Linked DNA regions of Mus musculus: region 2 is linked to region 1. The links are chromatin contacts, called in public Hi-C maps. All regions are on one chromosome and are shown on one strand. Each heading gives the region's core, a stretch centred on a gene start, on an enhancer-like site or on the middle of the called end of the contact. The rest is flanking DNA. Distances are from core to core; before and after follow the strand shown. Region 1 overlaps Adtrp (androgen dependent TFPI regulating protein). Region 2 overlaps Gm10790 (predicted gene 10790).

What was found. Hi-C and Micro-C count contacts between places; a contact is called where the count stands out from the background.
Region 2: a contact with region 1 is called in a Hi-C map of the CH12 cell line, with 2.5 times the contacts expected there. The contact joins two enhancer-like sites. A contact is called at or near these places in 4 of 39 promoter capture datasets (3T3-L1-derived adipocytes, embryonic stem cells, liver and 1 more), 1 of 484 Hi-C or Micro-C datasets (the CH12 cell line) and 1 of 9 other capture datasets (embryonic stem cells).

Annotation. Positions count from the first base shown.
Region 1 is chr13:41,786,551-41,790,623 of GRCm38.p6, forward strand. The region is part of intron 4 of Adtrp (androgen dependent TFPI regulating protein); the gene reads right to left. Among named protein-coding and RNA genes, the nearest start is that of Adtrp, 59 kb to the right of the region's middle. Within about 2 kb of position 2,226, at least 49 of the 459 cell types and tissues checked have an H3K27ac peak or open chromatin away from gene starts, as enhancers often do. A contact at or near this core is called in the CH12 cell line, where this site is marked.
Region 2 is chr13:41,895,620-41,899,692 of GRCm38.p6, forward strand. All of the region lies in intron 3 of Gm10790 (predicted gene 10790), which reads left to right. Among named protein-coding and RNA genes, the nearest start is that of Gm22157, 4.0 kb to the right of the region's middle. Within about 2 kb of position 1,877, at least 23 of the 459 cell types and tissues checked have an H3K27ac peak or open chromatin away from gene starts, as enhancers often do. A contact at or near this core is called in the CH12 cell line, where this site is marked.

The sequences.
Region 1 (4,073 bases), core at 976-3,475:
AACCCTCTCTCCTACAGCTTTATTGAATAGTTTTCTGCCCCCGCCCTCCCACAAGTCTTTATCTGTCTTCTTCTATACTTCCTCCATGACCCCTTGTCTGGCTCTACTAGGCTCCACTGGTCACATGGACACGTAAAGAGACAGACAGGACATTCTCTAGACTGTAACTCCATGAGAGGTTGTTCTCAACACAGAGGAGGTTTAGTTAAGCATTGGGTTTGACTTGCTTCATAGGCACTATGTACCCCCACGCAACATCATTTCCTCTCCAGTATCCCATTACCACATCAGCAAGTACCTCAGGATGTGAAGACAGCTGGTTTCCTTGGAAGATACTGGTGATGCAAGAAGCACCCCTCAAGCACAAGTTTGGGGGCACAGTTCTAGGCCCTCCTCAAGGCAGATCCCATGAGGGACCATTTCCCCTGCTTTCTCCTTCCTTCCTCGTGCACACCCATCATCCTACTTTGAAAGAGTTCACCAGCTGCTCTGTGTGGATGGCTGTTGATCATTGGTGATTTCCCTAAGTACACACAATTTAGGATTAATGTCTCTCTATGCACCTTCTGTTGAGGTCTCAGTGGAAAAGATGGATAAGAATTTGGGCTGAGAAATGTCCTCACTCACTATCCATCTAATATCTCAAAAGACACAGTTTTGAATCTACACTTGAAGATCCACACATGTGTATACATATGCACATGTACACTCAAATGCACACATGCACACGCCACAAAGACACAGCAGCAAACTGACTGGGTTTAGAGGCAAGAAGATTCAGTTCCTCCCTGCATTCCCATGTTGATCATTCTTTCACAGTGACCTGTTGCGCGCGCCCAACTGGCCAGGAAGAACGACGCTGCTACAGGATCCTTCTGCACACGTTTATTCAGTCCTATTTCTTCTTGTTTATATCTCCCCTGTTTATATCTCCCCTGTTTTTATCTCCCTTGTTTTTATATCTCCCCTGTTTTTATATCTCCCTTGTTTTTATATCTCCCCCTTGTTTATATATCTCCCCCGAACCCTGGGCCTCTCACTCCTTTTATACTCTCTCTCATCCACGAACCGCAGGCCATGCCCCCTCGCCAGTCACGAGGCTTCAGCTAATCAGGGCAGCAGGGGCAAATCTCCACCAAATTGGATTCACCTGTATCCTGGTACACCTGCGCAGCACTCAAGATGTTTGTGTCTTATATGAGGAAGTCAGGTGCAAGTCATACGACTTAGCTACAGTCCCTGGCGCCTTTGGGACTGCCGCCACACCCGCTCCCCACAGTGACCCCTGTATTCCTCACCCAGAGGACCACTAGTGTCAACCTCCTGTTGATGGTATTCTTAGACATGGCACACTGCCATATTGTCATTTCCAGCTGTTCCCCAAACCCTGAAATTGACTTAAAATCTCACTTGTGAGTATAAAATCTGGTGACCTATGTGCAGGTTAAATCGATAGCAAGGTCACTCTCAGGACCCTCCACACTCCTGAGAAAGCATGCCTGGGACACCCATACCAACTTCCCCTTACCCAGAAAGTTGATCTACTTCCTTCTTCTTGTTTTCTTAGAGAAAAGAAAATCAAAAGGGCTCTAAAGGTTATGAGAAATCTTCTCAACAAAGAACAGTAAAATGTGGCTTTTGGGAGTCTGAATTTGTGTCTGGAGATAATATGCCCAAAACATGATTGGTGAGGTGTCTGGAATACCCCTCTGGAATGATTCAGCACCTTTCACTTTCCCAATGCAGGAAACACAATACAGCAAAAACTCCCCTGCAGTCCTCTGCATGTTGATGCGTTTTAGCTTTCAGGTCTGAGTTCTTGCTGGCAGCATCTGTTCTTTGGAAGGGAAGTGAAAGGCTGAACTCCTTTGAGGTTTTTCTTAAAATTCTGTTCTTAAAATAAGACAGCCATGATTACCAGTCAGCAGAAGAAATGCTGGGTTTGGTGAAGACCATTAAAGAAGTGGTTCTTCCTGGTGAAGCTTTGAACAAGGGTCCGCTTCTTCCGTACAAGATAACCCCACACATCACCCTTCTGTAGGAACCTTTGCTTATATATGGAGTCCACTTCTCAGTGTCAAGCTCTGACTAGCCATTGCCCAAGGGGCCTTTCACTCATGTTCATTCACAGAGAAAGGATGCTTCTATTTTCAACCATGTATTCTTCGCTTTCTTTTGAACACATCTCATTAATCTGGTGGCTTCCACGATTGTGTGTCTGTTTCTCTTCTGCCTTTCATCTTCAGCCACACTTCTCCCCAGTTTCAATGACCTTTTGAACTCTCCTTGGCTACAGGAATGTTGCTGTCTAATGCACACCCAGCAATGGAAATAACCAAGGAAATCGGAGATCAGTGAAAGTCTCCACTGAAAGGTCTACCTTTGAGCCACAATGGAAGCCATGATGGATGCTATGCGTCCTTCAATAAAACAGATGCTCTAACCATGGCGTTGTGCTTGTCTTAAACCATCCTCAAGTATACCATGTCTCACTCAAGTAGAAACAGAGTTTGCATAGCTATTTCAAGGCACTAGGGAATTCAGTGGAATTTCATTACAACTTTCTGTAGAAAAGGAAAACACACCCACACCAAATTTCAAAAGTATCAATTGCTTCCACAGTAAACGTCTCTTCTGCCTCCAGTGCCACCTGACTTCATCATATACTACTGTGTCCCTAAAGAGAAAGAATCTTGGGGTCAGTCAAGATTCCAAAGAAGCAATGAAACGAAGCAGTGACACCTTGGTCCTTTCATGCAATCTTCATTGTTTCTTAGATACAATGAGATCTATAAGGCATTTATGATCCAAAGGCAAACTCTACTCTTGAAGACTTCACCGAAGGACAAAATTTTCTATAATCAAGAAAACACAGGCTAGAGAGATGGCTAGAGAGATGGCTCACTGACTGCTCTTCCAGAGGTCCTGAGTTCAATTCCGAACAACCACATGGTGGCTCACAACCATCTGTAATGGGATCTGATGCACTCACAACTCTTCTGGTGTGCTTGAAGAGAGCAATGGTATACTCGTATAAATAATAATAATATTTTAAAAAAGAAAAGAAAAACACAAATACTAACATGATGTGTTGTATGCACTGTGAAGGGAGACTGAGAAACTATGCCTGGAAATACACAGAGAAATGCACAGTATGGACAGATTAGGGATGGCCATTCAGAGGTCAGGATTAATACTGTTTTGCAGCAATAAAGAGAGCCATATAAGAGCAGGTGAGACTATGTTCATAGCAGCCTTGTTTATAATAGCCAGAAGCTGGAAAGAACCCAGATGCCCCTCAACAGAGGAATGGATACAGAAAATGTGGTACATTTACACAATGGAATACTACTCAGCTATTAAAAAAATGAATTTATGAAATTCCTAGGCAAATGGATGGACCTGGAAGGTATCATCCTGAGTGAAGTAACCCAATCACAAAGGAACTCGCACAATATGTACTCACTGATAAGTGGATATTAGCCCAGAAACTTAGGATACCCAAGATATAAGATACAACTTGCCAAACGCATGAAATTCAAGAAGAACAAAGACCAAAGTGTGGACACTTTACCCTTTCTTAGAAATGGGAACAAAACACCCATAGAAGGAGTTACAGAGACACAATTTGGATCTGTGACGAAATGATGGACCATCTAGTGATTGCCATATGCAGGGATCCATCCCATAATCAGCTTCCAAATGCTGACACCATTGCATACACTAGCAAGATTTTGCTGAAAGGACCCAGATATAGCTCTCTCTTGTGAGACTATGCCGGGGCCTAGCAAACACAGAAGTAGATGATCACAGTCAGCTATTGGATGGGTCACACGGCCCCTAATGGAGGAGCTAGAGAAATTACCCAAGGAGCTAAAGGGAACTGCAACCCTATAGGTGGAACAACAATATGAACTAACCAGTACCCGGGAGCTCTTGTCTTTAGCTGCATATGTATCAAAAGATGGCCTAGTCGGTCATCACTGCAAAGAGAGGCCCATTGGACACGCAAACTTTATATGCCCCAGTACAGGGGAACGCCAGGGCCAAAAAGGGGCAGTGGGTGGGTAGGG
Region 2 (4,073 bases), core at 627-3,126, 110 kb after region 1:
AAGAAGGCTTTATAGTGTACATCTGTAATCTCTGTGGTAGGGAGGTGAAGGCAAGGGAATCACATGGCATTTGAGGACAGCCTGGGAGAGAGACATAGTAAGTTTCAGACAGGCATAAACTACATAACAAGTCTCTGACTTATGGAGAGAATGAGACAGAAATCAAGACACACATAGACGTGTGTGTGTGTGTATACAAAACATGTATATATATGTATTTAGCATACATATGGTCAGCTCTCTGCATCCATATATTCTGAATTCATAAATTCAACCAACCATAGACAGCATTTGAAAAAATTGTATCAATTTTATTTAGTCATTTCCCCAGGCAAATCTGCATAACAACTGTTTACATGGGCTTGCATTTGGTGCCTTGAGTCACCTAAAAGGAATTTGACTTGATTTAGGGGTTATGCACAGGTAACATGAAAATATTATGCGATTTTATGGGAGGGGTATACGTCTGAGCATCTGTAGTTTGGGGAATGTTCTACGGACCTGGAACCAGCTCCTTTCTAGATATCATGAAATGACTATGTTAACATAATAACATAATTATTTATATGTTTCTAAAGGTCTAATGTTCTTAAAATTCTTAGCATAGAATACACTTTGAACTTGGAAATAACCCATCTTTGTTGAAGATTTTCTGTTTTTCACTAGACAAATCTGACATTCTGTTGCCCCTCTACCCCTCACCCACAATCTTCACCTTCACCCCATACACAGGGAAGATAGGTGGGGTCAGTATCAAGGTGACGGGAAGTTCCTTTTATAGGCAACTGAGGCAGCATTCCATTGTGAACCTAGTACCAGCAGTCAGAAATACCAGTATTAGGCAATAGTCAACAATTCAAAAGCTTTTCTAGAAACTGCTATATTTCCACCTTCCAGGTACCTTCCTAACATTCACCTTAAGATTATGTTTCAAGGCAAGAGTTTGACCAATTAAGCAAATTTATCTTCATACCATGTAGAAGCAAGAGCTGTTTAACTGAACATTAGACTCGGTGTCTCTTTTAAAGGCACTGGCTCCTCTCAGCAAAAATAGAATCCAGGGAGTGACAGCAGAGCCTCCTGCCGACTGAGCCATCTTTGCAAATAGTTGTTCTATTTTCAAAAGAAGAATATATTTTTTCAATCATGTTTAGACATTGTGTAGCTTAAAGACAAGCACACAGAGATTAATTGTCGTGCTGTGACCATTAGCAAAGCAGGCCCAAGCTAAATGGTAGGCTCAGAACATCTTTCCCATGCCACACACAGAATCTTATTTTCTGTACTGCTCTTTGATGGTCTCAAGGGTTCACTGTATTTATATAAAGATTCTTTGCCTCTCCAAAGCTTGGAATGTTTTTGTTTTAACATGTCATCTTCAAAGACTCCAGTGTGAAAAGAAGAATTCGTTTTTTAAGAACCTGTTATCTATATTTCAGACTTAATTACCAGAGAAAGGGAACTTTTTATAGCCAATCTGTGTAGATCAGTGGATCCCAAGACGGGAAGTTTTCGTTCCCTAGAGGCCATTTGGAAAAGTCTGAAGATACATGTGGTCACAACTAGTATCTCGTGGGCAGAAGCTAGGGGCTCTTTAAAGTGTCTACAGCGTCCAGGACAGACCCACAGCAGCAAAACAAACCAAAAAAAAAAAAAAAACCAAAACAACAAACAAACCAACAAACCAACAAACAAACAAACAAACAAAAAAACCAAAGAACTATGCAGGCTAAGTGTCAATCGTACTATGGCTGACCCTGCTGTAGATATTTTTCTTGCACATCACAATGGAACTTTGTTCCATCCAATGGAGAATTAGCTCATGATAGAACAGAACAAGTGCCATTGTCCTAAGAAATTGTCCCAGATGTCACGTGTTGCCACGAGTGGACACATATTCCATTTCTCTACATGTCTAGTCAGAGAGAAGACTTCCTCGCTGGGAGTGAGACTCGGTTCATAGCAGTTAAGATTTCCATAGCTCAACACGTTAGAGGAGACTGGTGTTTTTCTTGTTAGTCATGGCAACCATCCCAACTGTCTATGGAGATGATACAAGGAACTCTGCCTTCTGCTGATATTCAGGGGGAAAAAACCCTTACTGAGTATTTACTCTGCCACTGATAGGCAGCATGACCTTGGGGGAACTCCCTGGCTCAACGACGTTATGATTTGTGGTTCTGGATGGCTAGTCACATGTCACATGCTGAGGACACAGGGTCCTGTTCTGTCTACAAATGAATCTAAGTTGTTTTTTGAAAGCCACATCCATGATTTTCAATCCCATCTTTCCCATACACCAACAGAGAGGATTTAATCAAGGGTTGAGGAACCCCTAAATCCTTTTGCTGCTTATGCTCCTATGCTTGTCTTGTTTTCAAGGGTTCTAGACCCCTCTCACCTTTTAGTCACCATAAAAGACATCCTTTGCTTGGGGTAGAGCTTAGGAAGAGACCCATAGAGGTGAAATCAATTCAACATCTTTTTAGTCTTTCTTCTATAATACACAAAACTTGCTAAGACAAACGTATTATCTTATTCTTAGTAACTGTCACAAGCACCCAAATTTCAAGGCAGTAACCATCCAACTTTCAATGTAAAATCAAAGTGGTTGGTATTCTGTACAAAGCCTTCATCACTGAAAGCCTATGCCAACAAAGAGGCTGGACAGGGGGCATGCAACATATTGTTCAATCTACTTGAAGTGCTAACCACAATTATAGTAATAGGATGTGGTGGTTTGAAAAGAGATGTCCCCACTAGACTCATGTGTGTGAATGTTTGCCTCATGGAGAGTGGCACTATTAGAGATATAGCCTTGATGGAGTAGGTGTGACCTTGTTGGAGAAAGTCTGTCACAGTGGAGGCCAGCTCTGAGTCTCATATGGTCAAGCTAGGCCTAGTGGGGGCAGTCTCTTTCTGCTGCCTGTGGATCAAGATGGAGGACTCCCAGCTCCATCTCCTGTACCACATCTGCCTGCATCTTGCTTTGTCTCCTTCCATGATAATAGACTAAATCTCCAAAACGGTAAGCCAGCCCCAATTAAATGTTTTCCTTTATATGAGTTGCCACGATCATGGTGTCTCTTCACAGTTAGAACCCTAACTAGACACAGGGGTAATGTGAGTTAAGAATAATGGCTTTATCTTAAAAAATATTTTTTGTCAGTGTTAAGCATGTCCATGGGGCCCCCAAAACCCAAACTGATTAAATGTCAGAATTCTGGGGAATAAATAGAAAACTCTAAAAAGTGACCAAGGACAGCCTCACACTTACTGTGGAGACAGAAGGACTCACAGTACTGAAGTGTCCTTGGACGGAATGCACATTGGTGTCAGATATTCTTTTAACAACAAAAGATATCTGAAGGTAAGATGGCAATGTCTACAGAGTTGAGAAGGAAGATGAAGTTAGACTTAGAATTACATATCCAATCTGTAATCTGTGATGAACAAGGGTAAAATAAAAAACATCCCCTGATAAACAATAACATAAAGAATACACCACTCACAAATCACATGTGGAAATGTTACCTGAAGGACTTGCTCTAGAAATCTATAAAGTTTTGCTTCTTTGGTTTTGTTTTGTTTGGTTTTGTTTTGTTTGGTTTGGTTTTGTTCATTTGAGACTGGGTCTCACGTAGACTAGTTTGTCCTCAAACTCAACATGTAGTTGAGGATAACCGAACTCCTGATTATCCTGCCTTTATCTCTCAAGTGCTAGGATAATAGGCACACAGCACCATGGCCAGTTTTATGATGAACTGGCATAAGACAAGAGCATGGGGTGTGGGGACATGCAGTAATGGAGTGTGATCAGAAAAGGATGGGCAAGTCAGGATACAGACTGTAGGATTAAACAGACTTAACCAGATGCTCTGTCTGGAGCAGCAGCAGTTAACACAGGATCGCATTACTCTCCAACAGATTCCTGCGCGAGCGAGATTTATCAAGTCATAATAGTTATACTGTGTTTTAGAATAATATCTGAAGACAAAGCATGGGAGGCCTAATTAAAGCGTGCTCATTGAATTTAAACGTTATAAATCTTAGCAATAAAAGATAATTAGACC